Regions from separate parts of the Gossypium hirsutum genome. Here region 1 is linked to region 2. The links are chromatin contacts, called in public Hi-C maps. All regions are on one chromosome and are shown on one strand. The core of a region is the stretch at or near the end of the contact, and the rest is flanking DNA. Distances in the headings are between cores, read along the strand shown.

The links. A called contact is a pair of places that touch in the nucleus more often than the background predicts.
Region 1: a contact with region 2 is called in a Hi-C map of leaf, with 1.7 times the contacts expected there. The contact joins the promoter of LOC107913583 here to the promoter of LOC107913584 in region 2. A contact is called at or near these places in 11 of 34 Hi-C or Micro-C datasets (anther, callus, hypocotyl and 2 more).

Annotation. Positions count from the first base shown.
Region 1 is chrD11:47,352,833-47,357,648 of Gossypium_hirsutum_v2.1, forward strand. LOC107913583 (patellin-3) reads right to left here and starts at 2,329. Exons shown (of 4, transcript XM_016842216.2): 1 at 716-2,329; 2 at 492-616; 3 at 261-396; 4 at 1-92. The coding sequence starts at 1,915.
Region 2 is chrD11:47,192,835-47,197,851 of Gossypium_hirsutum_v2.1, forward strand. It overlaps LOC107913584 (probable polygalacturonase), which reads right to left and starts at 1,323. Exons shown (of 5, transcript XM_016842217.2): 1 at 442-1,323. The coding sequence starts at 903.

The sequences.
Region 1 (4,816 bases), core at 1,079-3,578, 160 kb after region 2:
ACTGCATAGCTGTTTTCACCACTGGGTACGAAATCAGCACCATAGTTCACACCCCATCCAATAACTCTCACCTCCCATCTCACAAGGCATGCCTGCACCAACAATCTCATCCAAGTCTTAGCCAGCCAATACCAAAGAAAAAGGGTGCAAAGGATACCCCTATTAATTAAATAATTATACAACTAGTACTACCCGAAACCCCAAGCGTTGTACATAGGATCCCATTGACCGAACGAAGAGACCAAGGAAAAGCGATCTACCTCAGTAACTGGAAACTCTACTGTGTGTTTTGCCGCTGGTTTAACAGTTATCTCGGTAACAATTTCGGTGGTGGCGAATTCACTGCCTTTGCTCAGTCCTCCATATTTGACCGGTACTTGTTCAGCAGTGATGTACCTAAATGTACAAAACATATTTGTTTCTTATATATAACGGAAACGTAGAACCATGGAAGGAGTACTGAAGAAACTCTACTTGATTTAGACAACAACCTGAAAAGGGTGTCCGCTGATTTGGAAGGGCCAGCAAAGACAAACTTGCTTTTAGTTCTTTGGGTCAAAAATGGATTTATCATCTTATTGACAGCAAGGTACCACCAAGGAACATTGATGAACACCTAAAAAACCAGCCAAAACGTCAATCATTCAGAACATAGGCAAGATCCAAGTTGCCTCCTGTTTGGTAAAAGAAAAACACTAAACATAGTAATCAATACCTGTCTGGCAACAAATTCTGGATAGTTGTCCTGGAGCAAATGAAGAGCCTGTTTGGTAGCTTGTCTAAGCACCCACTTGGCTGGTCCTGGGGAATTCTTTAAGTCATTGACTTGAACAATAGTACAAATTCCACCGGGCCTAAAATCTAGTTTCCGAATACTCTTTTCCAGGAATTGGATTCTCCATCTGAGGAAATTTTGCCTCTTCTCTTCATCCGAAATTTTTTTCTCGTAAAGCTCCTTGTTTCGGAACTCCCCGAACACATTATAGCACACCGGATGTCCTTCCTTGTCAAAACCATGCATAAATACCACCTTACTCAAATCATCACCCAGATCTTGTTCAACCAGCTCATCAATCCCGAACTCCTTTCTCCAAAGAATAGTGTTTTTCAGCATCACAAACGCCTCTTTCACCTTGAAATCTCTGGCTCTTAGAAATTTGAGGAGAATGACATCGCTCCTTTCATCTGCAAGAAGCGGTACGCCCCGTATGGATATCTCCTCGGGTGGCACCACCTTGTCCTCTACTTTACCACCTTTTCGTTCGTCTTCCGATTCCACATAAGCCTCTGCCTCTGCTGCAGGTTGAGCTGAAGAAGAAGGGACTGAGACAATGCTCTCTTCAATGGCTTCTACAGTCTTGGCACCATCGTCTTCCACGGTGTCAGAGCCAGCAGCTGCAGTAGCAACCTTGTCTTCAATGACCTCCGTTTCAACCAGATTGATACTATCTTCCTTTACCGGTGCATCATTAGTTTCGGCTACTGTTTCTGGTTTTGGTGGTTCATCATCAATAACCGCTTCGTCCTTTGCCTCCTCGTTGGAGGATTCTTTCTCATCATCCTCTTTAGGCACTTCTGGTTGTTGCCCGCCAAACTCATGCTTGTTAAGCGCTTCTTGAACAAGTTGCTTAAGTTGTTGTAACGCTTTCTTTTCATTATCAAGAAGATCAACCACCCTTGTGCTCTCTTCCTTGAAAGAACCCGACTGAAGAACATTTTCCTGATCATCACACCTGTGTTTTGACAAATGCTCTTCCATTAAAGCCTTCTCGACCGGCTTCTGATTTACGGATTCTTCATCAGTTTCAGCTTGAGGTGGTTCTTTCACAACTGCTGCAGCAGGTGGTTGCTGTGGGACGTCAGGGGCAAGTACCACCTGGTCAACATAGGCAGGGTTCTTTGTTTGGTCAGCCATAGCTAACAATGATACCAATAGGAATACAAATGGGGAAAGTGGGTTTATTGGAGAGTTCAAAGGGTGGGCGGGGGGAGACAGTTTTTAAAGAGAGGAGTGGGGTTGGAGTTCGGAGGAAAACAAGTTGTGATAATCATCCATATAAGGGAGCCAGTTGGGATTAAGTCTAAATTAGGGGACCCACCACGTCTGTCTATCACCTGTTTTACGACCCAACGGGAGTTAGCGTTACATTGATAGAAATGATGGATGGGCGCAGTTGAGGGTTTGGTTTGGGTGGGGTCTACCATTGGGCAGAAAATGAACCGTTGATGCGTTGGAAAATGGACACCTAGGATCCTCTGCATCTTTGTGTCTGTCATATTCTTCTGCGTAGCTGATCCAATGTGGGAGGTGTGACCTACTAATACAATCATTCACTTTTGAGATGGTATGAAATTGAAATATCTTTGAAAATAATATTTTCTTTACTAATTTAATGTTATTTTAACATTTTCATTTTAAATTTTAGTTAAAAAAAAGTAAAATTCAACATGATATTTTGATATTTATTTGACAATAAATTATTTAAAAAGATACAAATAACATAATATGTCAGCTCGAATCTATTCTCATCAATGTTGACATACAAAATTGAATTTCATTTGTAATGTTTGCCTAGGTAATTTTAATTTCATCATTATTTAAATAAATTCAATTTTTTTTGTGAAAAAATATATTCGATTTGATACTCGTTTATTTAAATAAATTCATGTATTAATTTTAATATCTTTATGTCAATAACAACACTTTGTCATCAATCAACTACATGTTAGTCTTAATGCATTATTGTTGTCCAAGCCCACAATAATACTTGACTAAAGACCTTTTAAGAATAATCATATTATTTTCAGGATATTATTATAAAACAGTTTATTTATATACCTAGAAAAGAAATTGAAATAATAATGTCAATGCCTTATATTAATAAACGAGGTAAAACAAATATGTTATTATAATTATCTCATGATTGATCTTTGGGCATACTCTAACAGTATATGCCTTCTCTGTTAAAGACTTAGAAAATTCTCTTAACATTAAATCGTCATCCAACCTAACAACTCCTAACGTCTCTGCGAATTTTATCAAATGCTCATGTGAATCACCATACTTGCCATTGAATTGCTTAAAATTAGGACTGGTGTAGTCCTTGGGGTCTGATTTGGTAGTTACCCTAGCAGGGTATGACAGTTTGAGATCAAATTCGGAGAAACTAAGGCTTTTGTTTTTTTTTTATTCTAACAACCTTTGAAGTTCTTTTTTGGTGACAAAACCCTAGGTTTTCAGTGGGTTGTGCCACCAAGGAGGATAATCCAAGTTGGGAGGTTGCGATGATATTTTTTTCCTATGGAAGCAGTCAAAGTGTGGGTGGCAGGTGTGTTGGTGTTTATGGTTTTGGTTATGCCAGTTGTCACAGGAAGCACAGGATTAGAAACATCGAATGTATTTTCTCCGTTTCCATTTTGGATAGGAGTGGCTCCAGTGGAAGAGTTTCCTACTAGCTACATGTGAGAAGGAATGTCGTTTGGAAAAGGTGTGAGTTGGGAGATAGTTTCCATCATCTTTTTTTTTATTCTCCTCTAATATTTGCATCTTTTTCTCGTTTGACTCCATTATCTTCATCAAGTCTCGAATGTTGATAACTCTAGAATATAAAGTTATCTTTAACACTTTTTAACATATAAATTATGCAAATTCTTAGTAGTTGATAACACTTTTTATAATTTCTATTCATAATTATGTATAATAAGAAATACTATAAAAATGTGTTATTTTAACTAATTATTATGTTAAACGCATGGTTTTTAATCTTTTTGAGGGGGTAATTAGACTCAGTGGGAAAAGAAAGCAGAAGTTCGCATGTTAATGCAAATGTCATAGCAATGCACAAAAAGAGTCGCAACATAGGACTAAAAGATTGGGCTTGGGAATGTACAGATTTGGATGTCCAATCTAGCTTTTTTGGACTTCAAAATTCATCTCAACCCAACTACGGAGTGGATCAACAAGCTTAGACAACCCAAAAGAGCCCAAATCGATCACTAGAAGAGAAGGAAGCTCAAACCATCCACCACATGCTCAAAACCGACCAAGGACTTTTTCTTTAGCTACCTCAACCACATGCCTTGAATTTAGGAATAACCAAATCAGCTTTGTGGAGATCAAGGGGTCAACACAACATGGAGAAAATCAAGGGGAAATTGATGCCAAAAATAGCAAGGGATGTTAGGGACTCACTCGTATAAATAGAGGCAAGCATTTGAGAGGAAATAGCACAAGCAATAAGCTAAACCCTTACCGAAAATTGAGAGCAACAAGTAAGCAATAGCTTGATAGCATTTAGGTGAGAGTGATGCCTAGAAGAGGAGGATAACTATCGTGAGAAGCAAGCAAGAAAAAGTTGCGAAGAACCACTGAATTCGGTTGTTATCTCTTCTTATTGTGTACTAGCCATGGATAACCCCTCTCGATATTCCATCTTCCTTTTCTCTTATTCATTATTTTGTTATTGTGTTGATGAACATGATTGCAACTTATCTTTGTCTTTTTAATTTAATGATTATGATTTAATTCTGTTTTTGCTAGAATAATTATGAAACTTTGACATGTGATTCTTGATTCTATGTTAAGAATGTCTTGTACAAATGTTTATTCATTCGTTCAAGTAGAATTAATATTAACACTTATAAATGCATGGCCAGCATTGGCAGGTGAGAGTTTATTATTTAGTCTGAGAAGAGGTAATAGTTAATAGACAAAAGACAAAAGACTTGAATAGTGCATGTCATGTTGATACTGAGAGATGATTGTTGCATGCATAAACTGTATGTAAGGCTCGAGAAGGCGATCTTAAGGTTAGTT
Region 2 (5,017 bases), core at 73-2,572:
TTCCTTAAGCAAAATCTTGAATTTGGGTAAGAAAAATGAAGAAACATCTTGAATTTGGGTAAAAAAAATGAAGAAACAATTCATGCAGGATAAACGAAGTAACCCACTCTATTTTCTCTTCTACAACATAAACTACGAAATAAAATTATATTTGACACACATTAATCGTCCAACTTAATTCTTCAAATTCAAATGCAAAACCAAAAAAATTAAACAACTTGAAACGGACAAACAAACAGAGATGATAAAGCATGAAGCAATGCATTTAAAACTTAAGTTTTCAAATTGATTTAAAAAAAAAAAAAGAAATTTAAGCTTTCAACTAGGAGGTATCATGTTCAAATCAACAATCTACAATCATCCAACTTCAATTCTGGAGAAGCCAAAATGAACCCATCAAATCAAATATATATGTTATAGTGAAAACGGAGCATTGCTGACCTGAGAACCTAAAATAACTGCACCGTCTTCAAGAAACAAAGTGAAATTACTGGTGAGATTAAAGCTTCCTGTTAACCACTTTCCTTTGGGCACATTAAGCTGACCCCCGCCTTTGTTACTTAAACGTTGCATGTGAACTATCGCCTTCCAAAATGCAGCCGTATTTGAGGTTTTCCCATCGCCAACTCCTCCGAATTCCTTTATCGACATAACATGTTTTCTCTCAGGAAACTCTCCCAACAACCCGGCGCAACTTCCGGGGTCGGGGACGGGTTCGGAGCCGGATGTGACGCTGGTTTTACGTGATCCAGTAACGCCAAAGAATTGGAAAGGAAGGATATCTTTTGTGGAGATTTGAAAAGTGAGAACAGCTACGAATGTAAAGAGAAGAATAAGGAAAACCCAATACGGTTTTTTCAAGTGAACCATTATCGCACCATAATTTGGTCTCTCAGGTTCCATTTTTTGTTGAAAAAGAAGAAAGAAAAAAATTGAATTTTTATTGCTCTAATTAACAAAATTAAAGATATTGATTGAAAAACACAGATGATATAGATAATCTTTAAGTAAAGAAATCTTTACCTTTCATGCATCACCAAAATTTATAAAAAAAATTTAAATATTAAAAAAATGTTAATGGAATTAGATTTTGATAGGATTTACATGCATGAAGAAAAAATAGTTATAAAAAGAAAGAATAAAACAGTGGGCTGGTTTCCTGCATACGTGAGAAAAAGAAGAATGGCGAAGGATGACAAAGCTAAATGCCGGCCTCGGCGTATATAGCCATTAGCCGCGTTTTAGCAAAGGCTCCTTAAAATATAAATAAAAATATATATATTGGAATCAGGTTTCGTGGGAAAAGGAGTTCCAATCACGAACTAACATGAAGAGGGAATGTATGTGATATATGTGGGCAATACGATAGATAGCAGCCACATACACTTTTGTCTTGAGTGTTATTCTTAGAGTCTCGTGTCCGTTAAAGAAGGTATGTGACCCAACCGATACCGCTCCTCGCGGGAATTCGTCCAAAGGTTGCTTTCCTTTTTTGTATAATATAAACAATTAAAATTAAATTAAATTAAATTGGGTGTGTGTTTTCGGTGCATATAAGGTTTTGTGTGAGCTTTCATCATTAAATCATGATCGTACACGTAGGGTAGGAATTTTAGGATTGATTCGTCGCCTCCACCAAGGTATGATTAATCCAGGTAAATTACACGGTTGATGATTGAATCATTAAGCTGTTTTTATTTTATTTTATTTTATTTAGATCCAATTTTTTTATTACAATGAATTTTTTATCACATCCATTAAATCATTAATGGAATGTCTCTAAACATAATATCAATTTATTTTTGGATAAAAATTGCAATTTTATTACTTAAAAGCTGCTAAAAAAACAACAAAACAACCAAAATCAAATGCTATACAAATTCAACCTAATCACTATAATTCAAAATACCCAATTAGAACAAAGACTAAATATTTACAGTATCACTTACCCATCAGTCTAATCTTAATTGTTTCTTTAATCTTTAAAGGCAGTGTATCTGCCATGAGCTCTCCCAAAAAACATTCCATTCTTTTCACACCAAATAGCATGGATATAATGGATGTAGGCATTCCATGCCAGCTTCAAAAGGCAAACAATAACGACTTCCCTTAGAGACGAGTAACAAAAAAAAGTCATCTCTCTTTTTTAAATAGAAATATTTTCTAAAATATTAAATTTTTTCATGATATTGGCGTAATAATTTATGTAATAATTTATGTATACTTCGTGCTAATATAACAATATTTTTTTATATGGTATGCTAACAAATAATTTAAAAATTATAAAAATATTATAAAAAGTAAAAAATAGGAAGTACATGTAGATTGTCATGTCGGTTGCTATGCTTAAAAATTTAACATTTTGGTCAATATTTCCATTTAAAAAGCAACAATTCGACTCTTTTAAAAAGTTGAGGGCCAAATTTAACTTTAAAAAAATGACCAAATTAACAAAAGATATAAAATTGAAGGCTAAATTTGACATTATATCTTTTTATCAACATTATTTTTTATATCACGTGTTGCATGTAAATATTCACGTTTATATTTTTATTATTTAATAAAATATTTTGATTTCATATAACTAATAAAAGAATTTCAAATCATAAATCAAGTAATTTTACAATATTTAAAAAAAGTATTTTATACAATATTTAAAATATGGACATAGTACATACCATACTTTTTATTCTTCAATCTCTACTTTTTCTTTTATCTCTACAAAATCAGTGTAAATAAATGAACGAGATCATCAATATATTAAATAATAATGTTATTTTTAGTTATACAATAAATTGATCATGTTGGCCTTTCTTATAATAACACCTCTTTGTATACTACATTTTTCATGTATATCTATTTTTTGTGTTTTTCCCTGATAATAGAATTAATCTAATTTTAATCAAGAAATAATTTAAAATAACATAATAAGATATTGCTTATTGATCAAATTGTATAGTTTAAATTATAATTAAAGTGTAATTAAATACATATTACTTCAACACTTATTATGAGTTTAAATAAAAGTAAAAAAAAATCTAGAAATTTTATATAAAAATATTAAATTCTAAAAAATAAAAAGTATTTTGATAATTGAGATTAAAGTTCAATTGAATATGTATGTGTACACTTATAATAGATACAATTAATTATGATTTTAATGTATTAAATTTGTTAAATTAAGTATTAATTTTTAAATATAATGTGCTATAATCAATGTATATTAAGAGGGGATGAATTAGTTTTTGAAAATTTTAAAATAAAGAGCTTAAGAAAAATTGACACAAATGATTTAGAGTGGTTTGATATCAAATGTCTACCTTTACTATTTAACTTACCACAACTATTAATGCACTCAATTGATATATTTTTTTTATTTTAATTAATTTTGGACATGAGTTTTACCTAATTTAACACTTAATCGATCTTTTTTTTTATATAGATATAATAATTGTCCAATGTGTTAAGGAACGAGTGAATATACAGATTGCATGAAAAATTTGACATGAGAGCTTGCATTGGTGCACAATACAAAAATTTTAAAACACTTATTGTATTTATTAAGCTATCTCTTTTTATTTTAAGATTTTATTAATTTAGGTTATTATTATATTATATAATTTAGGGTGTGAGAAAGGAGCATATGCGCACAACTACCTTTCTTTTAAACTTAAGCTCCGTTTGTTTCATTGAAATGACTTCCAAAAAATATTTTATGCATTTTCCTATGTTTGTTTTATGGAAAACAACTTGTAAATGGAAAATGACTTATAGGTCAACAGAAAATAAGTCATTTTTCTTGTAAAATGACTTACCCTTTTGAAAAGCATAAGTCATTTTCCAGAAAAGAGTTCTTGTGATTCTATTTTTATATAAAAATTAACTTAATATAACCTAAATATTATTATATTAATAATAAAATTTTATTTTTATTTTAAAAATATTTAAAATTAATAAAATATTAATATAAAATATTATAATTTTTAATATTATTAAGCATACATATTTAATTATCTATATCTAATCATATAATACAATATTAATATAATTTATTGTTTTAATAAATTATTTAATATTTTTAATTTATTTTAATAATAAATTTTAGAAATAATAATTTTAAATAATATTCTTCATATAACATTGGAAAATATTCAATATTAATATTTTAATAATAGATATTTATTATATTAATAATAAATGTTTTGTAGTATAAATGTTAAAATATGCCATAAGTCTATGTACTCTTAACTCTTAACATTGTTTTTTTTTGTCAATTTTGTTGATGTCATATTTTTAAATAAAAAATATTCGGTATTCATATAACTAAAAAATGACGTTATAATGAATATGAATTTAAAAAATATTTTTAATAATGCTAACAATTAAACCTGAATTTTGATATCCAAAAAGTAGGACTAACCCAAAAATAAAAATACATGGACAAAATTTTAAATTTATGAAGAGTATAAGGACTTATGACATATTTTAACCTAGTATAAATAAATGAATATTTTAATTATATAAATATGAATATTTGTTTAAATAATGCTTAGCTTCATTTATTCCTTACAACTCTAGTGTGTCAATATGTACTCTCATATATGCAATATATGTAATTTAAATTAAGTTTTAATTAAGCTTTATTTATTATTAAGTTTATTTATGACATTGATTATTACAAAATATTTTCTTATTATAAAATAAATTTCGATTATTAAAAGGAAATTGCACTATAATATTTTGTAACAAATATATTTATGTCGTGTTTGTTTTACAAAGAACAATGTAAAATATAAATTTATAGATATAAAATAAACTCAATTAAACAATGAAAAGATAAGAAAATCTCACATGTATGTTTGTTTCATTGAAAACAACTTTTATGAAATATTTTCAAGAAATCTGCCAAAAAATAGAAAATATTTTACATAAATTCATCCAAACACTATAAAATATTAGCTTCTCTAGAAAAGTAAGTCATTTTCCAGAAATTATTTTCCGGAAGCCATTTTTAGTG